Regions from separate parts of the Oryctolagus cuniculus genome. Here region 2 is linked to region 1. A link is a contact called in public Micro-C data. All regions are on one chromosome and are shown on one strand. The core of a region is the stretch at or near the end of the contact, and the rest is flanking DNA. Distances in the headings are between cores, read along the strand shown. Region 1 overlaps LAPTM4B (lysosomal protein transmembrane 4 beta). Region 2 holds the start of RPL30 (ribosomal protein L30).

What was found. Hi-C and Micro-C count contacts between places; a contact is called where the count stands out from the background.
Region 2: a contact with region 1 is called in a Micro-C map of ear pinna, with 3 times the contacts expected there. The contact joins the promoter of RPL30 here to the enhancer-like site in region 1. A contact is called at or near these places in 4 of 6 Hi-C or Micro-C datasets (ear pinna, embryonic fibroblasts, liver and 1 more).

The regions. Positions count from the first base shown.
Region 1 is chr6:123,488,665-123,492,050 of mOryCun1.1, reverse strand. The region is part of intron 6 of LAPTM4B (lysosomal protein transmembrane 4 beta); the gene reads right to left. Among named protein-coding and RNA genes, the nearest start is that of MATN2, 30 kb to the left of the region's middle. Within about 2 kb of position 1,535, at least 1 of the 8 cell types and tissues checked has an H3K27ac peak or open chromatin away from gene starts, as enhancers often do. A contact at or near this core is called in ear pinna, where this site is marked.
Region 2 is chr6:123,680,792-123,684,152 of mOryCun1.1, reverse strand. It overlaps RPL30 (ribosomal protein L30), which reads left to right and starts at 1,366. Exons shown (of 5, transcript XM_002710706.4): 1 at 1,366-1,488; 2 at 1,598-1,650; 3 at 1,913-2,058; 4 at 3,308-3,361. The coding sequence starts at 1,630. LOC138849945 (a long non-coding RNA gene) reads right to left here and starts at 1,375. Exons shown (of 2, transcript XR_011389255.1): 1 at 1,265-1,375.

The DNA.
Region 1 (3,386 bases), core at 286-2,785:
CCGGCACAGCGGGTTCTAGTCCCAGTCGGGGCTCCGGATTCTGTCCCAGTTGCCCCTCTTCCAGTCCAGCTCTCTGCTGTGGCCCGGGAAGGCAGTGGAGGATGGACCAAGTGCTTGGGCCCTGCACCTGCATGGGAGACCAGGAGAAGCACCTGGCTTCCTGATTTCAGATCAGCGCGGTGGGCCGGCCGCAGTGTGCCGGTCGCAGCTGCCATTGGAGGTTGAACCAACGGCAAAGGAAGACCTTTCTTTCTGTCTCTCTCTCTCTCACTGTCCACTCTGCCTGTCCAAAAAAAAAAAAAGTGTATTTTGGGGGCTAGTGCTGTGGTGAAGCGGGTAAAGCTGCCACCTGCCATACCGGCACCCATATGAGTCCCAGCCATTCCACTTCCAATCTAGCTGTTTGTGGCCTAGGAAAGCAGTGGAGGATGGCCCAAATGCATAGGCCCCTGCACCCGCATGGGAGACCTGGAAGAAGCTCCTGGCTCCTGGCTTTGGGTGGGCCCAGTTCTGGCCGTTGCAGCTTTTTGGGGGAGAGAACCAGCAGATAGAAGACCTTTCTCTCTCTCTGTAACTCGGCCTTTCAAATAAATAAATAAATCTAAAATTTAAAAATAGTGTATTTTGTTGATGGGGGAACACTACACAGAAGAAACGAAATAGGAAGTGAATTAATGTCACTCTTTGGAAACCTTGGAACCTGTATTAAAGGTGAGGAAACTCTTTCGGGAGGAAATCTCACGGCGCCAAGCCCCGTCTCACCCACAATGCTTTTGCATGACCTCATCAGGAGACCACAGGTGCTGGGTGACAGGAAGCACAGGTGTACAGCAGGCAGCAGTGGGAGGACCCTGGTGGTACCAAGGAAACTTCCACCTTACCTGTTCTTCCCCTCTTCCTTAGTCATCCTCCCCTGCCTTCCCTGTGTCAGAGCCAGAACACAAAGATCCCCACAGAAGGTCCCGTTGCTTTGGCACTCCATGACTGTACCCGCAAAGACTGGTCTAAACGAACAAGGGCCTGCCTGCCGCCTGCATCTTGGTCACATGCAGCCAGGCACTGGCAGGGAGGTGTAGGCAGCCCATAAACAAGTCATAGACAAGTCAAGGTCAGTCTTGGCTTGTGGAATTCCTGGGAGGAAAAAAAGTCACCTATTCCCATGCTCTAGGAGAATGATCAAACAAGAACACTCCGCTAAAATTAACTATGTTATGATTGTGTTGCAGAAAGCCTGATAAGTTGCTTGCCTGTGTTGTTAACTTTTGTGTTGCCTTGAGCTGCAGCTGGTTATGTATAAAATATCACTGAGACGCTAGAATAAACGAGCCTTGATCAGGCTTCTGTCTTGGCTCCATTCTCTGCGCCCTTGTCCCTCTTTTCATTCCCACTCCCTCCTTCAGGTTCCATTCGACAGGTGCGGCTGGCCCACATCAGGGAGGAGCACAGGCGGTCCTGGCTGCAGTCTGAATGGAAGGCAGCCTAAGGGATGAGGGTGGGAGGGAGCAGGCTGCTGAGCCTGTAAGCCCCTGCGGCCACCCACTCGCCACGTGATCTCCAGCAGTGAACGACCTGGCGCTCAGGGAATGGCAGAACACACTGCAGGGACTGCTGGGAGACTCAGTGAGCTCACCTATAGAAAGCACTCAGGGGCTGGTGCCGCGGCTCACTAGGCTAATCCTCCGCCTTGCGGCACCAGCACACCGGGTTCTAGTCCCAGTTGGGGCGCCGGATTCTGTCCCGGTTGTCCCTCTTCCAGGCCAGCTCTCTGCTGTGGCCCAGGAGTGCAGTGGAGGATGGCCCAAGTACATGGGCCCTGCACCCCATGGGAGACCAGGAGAAGTACCTGGCTCCTGCCATTGGATCAGCATGGTGCGCCGGCTGTGGCGGCCATTGGAGGGTGAACCAAAGGCAAAGGAAGACCTTTCTGTCTGTCTCTCTCTCTCACTGTCCACTCTGCCTATCAAAAAAAAAAAAAAAAAAAAAAAAAAAGAAAGCACTCAGCCCACAGCCTGGCAGGTGGCAACCTGTGTCCTAGAATTTAAGGAAAAATCTCCATCACAAATGCTACAGAGTCTCCGAAATGCCATTTCAACTTAGCCAAGACTTCACCAAGTCGCTCACATGTGTCTTGTCTTCTAACATTATGGGGGAGGGAGGGGAAGCTTAGAGATCATATAATCTATTAAATTACAAGAGAAAAAGAGATACACCTAAAACAATTATTTAACAGCCAGAAGCTTGAAAGCCAATAAACCACGGGCTAGAGTTTTAAATTCCATTACAGCTCCCTACTAATGCTCCTGGAAAAGCAGTGGAAGATGATCCAGGTTCTTGGGCCTCTGTCACCCACGTGGGAGAACTGGATGGAGTTCTGGGCTCCTAGGTTCCTGGTTTCAGCCTGGCCCAGCCCCAGTCACTGTGGCCATTTTGGGGGCAAACCAGTGTGTACAAGATCTCTCTCTCTCTCTCTCTTTAGCTTTCAAATAAGTCTTGAAAAATCTTTTAAAAGGGAGGCTGGCATTGTGGTATAATGGGTTAAGCTGCTGCCTGCAGCACCACCATTCCATATCAGTGCTGGTTTGAGACCCAGCCACTCCACTTCACATCCAGCCCCCTGCTAATGTGCCTGGGAAAGCAGCAGAAGATGGCTCAAGTGCTTGGGCCCCTGCACTCACATGGGAGACCAGAAGAAGCTCCTGGGACCTGGCTTCAGCCTGGCCCAGCTCTGGCTGTTTGTGGCCATTTGGAGAGTGAACCAGCGGATAGAAGACCTTTCTCTGTCTCCCTCTTTGTCTCTCTGTAACACTGCCTTCCAAATAAAGAAAATAAATCTTAAAAAAAAAAAAAAAAAAAAAGCCAGCTTAGAACCACCTGTCTAGGTAAAACCTTCCCCCACCCACTCCAGAAACTCAGTTATGATTTTTCTGAAGAATCTGCAAAGATGAAGGCTGTACATTCACCTCAGTAACAGTGCAGCTTCTTGGGTCCGAAGGAACTGGGAAGCTGAGCTATCTCTCCTGCTGCCCATTTGGTTCATTTCCTCACACTACACAGAGGGAAAATACACAGAACCCATGTTACCCAGCCAAGGACTTTCTAACCATATCCAACCTACACTATGAAATAAAGAACCACCTGAGTTTTAGAAGCAGCAGGAGGGAATTAGCAGAGGAGTTGTTTTGGTTTTGGTTTTTCTGTTTGTTTTTAAGATTTGTTTTATTTATTTAAAAGGCAGAGCTGCAGAGAGAAAGGGAGAGACAAAGAGATCTTCCATACATTGATTTATTTTCCAAATGGCCACAATGGCTGGGGGTGGGCCAGGTCGAAGCCAGGAGCTTCTTCTGTGTCCCACACAGGGGTAGCAGGGGTCCAGGCACTTAGGTCAC
Region 2 (3,361 bases), core at 117-2,616, 190 kb before region 1:
CTCTCTGCCTCTCCTTCTCTCTGTGTAACTCTTTCAAATAAATAAATAAATATTAAAAACAGTAATATAAGTAAATAAAGTAGCATAGTTTCTGGTTCAGCACAGGTTTTGAGGGTGAAGTTCCTCCCTGTTCCTTCTTTCATTCCAATTTTAGCATATGTGCTGCCGACGCGAGCACCCTGTCCCTTCTTTCCAGGATGACACTAGAAACAGTTCATCTACCAGTCTGATTCTACATTTTTGTTGTTGCTGGTGAGAGGGTGGGGACTTTCTTCTGCAGCTAATATCTATTTCTTTAAAAAAAAAAATTACTTATTTGAAAGGCAGGGTTAAAGAGAGATGGTCCATCGGCTGGTTCAATCCTCAAATGGCTGCAAAGACCAGGGAAGGGCCAGGTAGGCAGGAGACAGAAATCCCACTGCCCTCTGCCGTGTGTGTGCGTGTGGGGAGTGGGTGGGGCGGGGCTTAAGCCCTTGGGCCAACGTGGGCTGCTTTCCCATAGACTGCTGGTGCTACATGTGCCAAAGGCCCCTCCCAGGCCGGCCAATATCTTTTTAGCTTTTATTTTATTTGAAAAGCAGAGCGATAGCGAGAAGCAGAGAGAGAGATCTTCCATCCCCTGGTTCACTCCCCAAAGTCGGAACTCTGGGTCTTCCATGCGGGTGGCAGGACCCAAGTCTTTGAGCCATCACCTACTGCTTCCCAGGGTGTGCATCAGCAGGAAGCTGGATTGGAAGCAGAGCAGGGACTCAACCCAGCACTGGGATATGGAATGCAGGATCCCCAACCCAGTCTTAACCGCTGCGCCTAACTCCACCGGAGCCTAACACTATGGATGACCCCTCACTGGACATTTACACTAAGGTCCAAAGTTCACAGCAAAAATACTTTTAAAAATTAAAACTGTTTATCGCACTTCCTATGCAAGTACGGCTCACAGGTCCACACTAACACTGCCGTAAAAGGTGAGTTTGTGGGAGCCTGCGCCGGGAGCCACCGTTTCCGGGGCCAGTAACTCAGGCAGGATCAGGCGAGAGCCGGAGGAGGGAAAATGCAGATGGGGCGCACCAGGGTCCCCCGAGCCTCCCCAAACGCCGCGCCTACGGGCTGAGACCTCCTGGGCACCGAGACAGCGGCTGCACCCGCCGCCGGTTCTCACAGAGCCTGCCACCTCATCCGCAGGCGGCTTCTCCCACTGCCGCCTGGTTCAACGCTCCTCAGTTCCTACGCCCGCGGCTCGCACCACAAAAGCAGCATCACCCACCGAGAACCCTAACGTTACAATACGGGGATCCGAACACTCAGGTCACCATACTGTCCCGCGGTATCCTAGAGCAACCAGGAACCGCGCTCCTCCTATAGCTCCGCCCCTTCCGCTTGCGATTTGCTTCCGCTTCCGGCTTTGCGTTCCGGCTCTGCCGTGAAGAGCTTTGCATTGTGGGAACTCCTTCCTTTCTCGCTCCCCGGCCATCTTTGCGGCTGCACTTGGTGAGTGGTCTCCACCGGGCCGAGGATTAAGCAGGCTGGGGATTCCTGCGGGTTGCCGTTGGAAGCTTCGGATTCTAATCTTCCTGCCCTGTCCTCTGTTATGTTCCAGGTTGGAGGCCGTCCCGCACCTAAGGCAGGAAGATGGTGGCCGCCAAGAAGACGGTGAGTGGGGCGCGCCAGGGCTGGAGGCCGATTCACGTGGAGAGATCGGGCCGTGGCCGGGGCGGGCATCTCGGAGCTCGCCGGGGCGACAGCGTTGACTCGTAGCATTGGGAAGAGGCCGGAGGGAACAGAGAGACCCTTTCAGTGGCTCCGGACCCTCGATGGCGGAGGTTTTAAGAGGCTCGGCTCCAGAAGGCTGGATTCAGGTTTGAGGTGATCGCAGACGAGGCCTTCAGGCCCGTGTTACATGTTTGCTTTGTAGAAAAAGTCGCTGGAGTCGATCAACTCTAGGCTCCAGCTTGTGATGAAGAGCGGAAAATACGTGCTGGGGTACAAGCAGTCTCTGAAGATGATCAGGCAAGGCAAGGCGAAGCTGGTCATCCTCGCCAACAACTGCCCGGCCCTGAGGTAATGGGAGGAAGTGCACATGCGATCCCTACATTCACGTTTTCCAAAAGACAGTCGCAGGATAACCAGTACGGCTGCTGCTAATCGCGAGCCACACCTCCGGCCGCCTAGACAAACCCTGTGCTTGGCTTCTCTCTAACCTTATCTTTGAGCAGAATTTTAAGTTTTCAAGTTGGTTTAAAGATGCTTCGTTTTCTGCACTTATTTTGTAGCATAGAGAAGTCCAGGCTGGACTGTGGCTTGCAGCCTGTCATAGAATTACTTAGTGTATTCTCAGCCAAGGTTTATGCTTAAGTCGCTGTTTTGAAATTGAACTTGGTGGGTTATTGTGAATAAACTTGGACCTTGCAGAACACAAGCCATGTGATCAGTCCCCCCGCCCTCAATTTTCTAGGGTATTGCCTAACTTAGAACATTTCCTATAGAGTGTTCTCACTGACAAAAGCTGGAGTGTAGTCCATCCTGTCCCATGGTTTGGTCTTACTCTAAACCATTCTTTAAATCTTGCCGGCTACAGTAATGTTTGTCCATTGTGAATGTAAAGGGATCACATTGGGATTTTGTAAAATTCTGGTTCTTGGCATCTGGATGGTGTCTGAGGTACAGTTTGAATAAGCTGCTCATGGGACTGCTGCTGCTCTGTGGATCCACACTGTAAGGCCCTTGGAATCCACTAAATTGACAGGGAAATTACTCTGGGTAAATCTCATTTCCCATCTAGGAATCAGGACACTAGATGTGATAGAAACATCTTTTTTTTAAGTTTTTATTTAATGAATGCATTTTTTTCATAGATAAAGCTTTGGAATACAGTGTTTTTTCCCCCATACCCGCCCTCCCACCCCCCCCAACTCCCATCCCGCTTCCCACTCCCATCTCCTTCATTATGGAGAAACATCTTTTTTTAAAAAAGCAAACTTGGAGTTGGGTTTTAGATCCTCCACTTTTTACCCATGCCTATTAGTTAAAAATGAAGAACACATGCCTACTTTGGAGGTTGTGGTTATTAAAGTGACTGGCACTTATGATGCTGAGTGAATAATACTTTGCTTTGATTTGTATCTTTGCCTTTTCCATGAGCACAGGTGATGTCTTGAATGTAGTAGGTATTGGGTAGATACTTACTGGTTGCTGTCACATGTAAAGGATCAGTTAATGGATATGAAAAATTTTTAGGAGTAATACATTAAAACTGATAAAAGAAGTGGTAACAAGGTATGACATTTATTTGCATTTTGTTTTTCCCAAGGAAATCTGAAATAGAGTATTACGCCATGTTGGCCAAAACTGGTGTCCATCACTA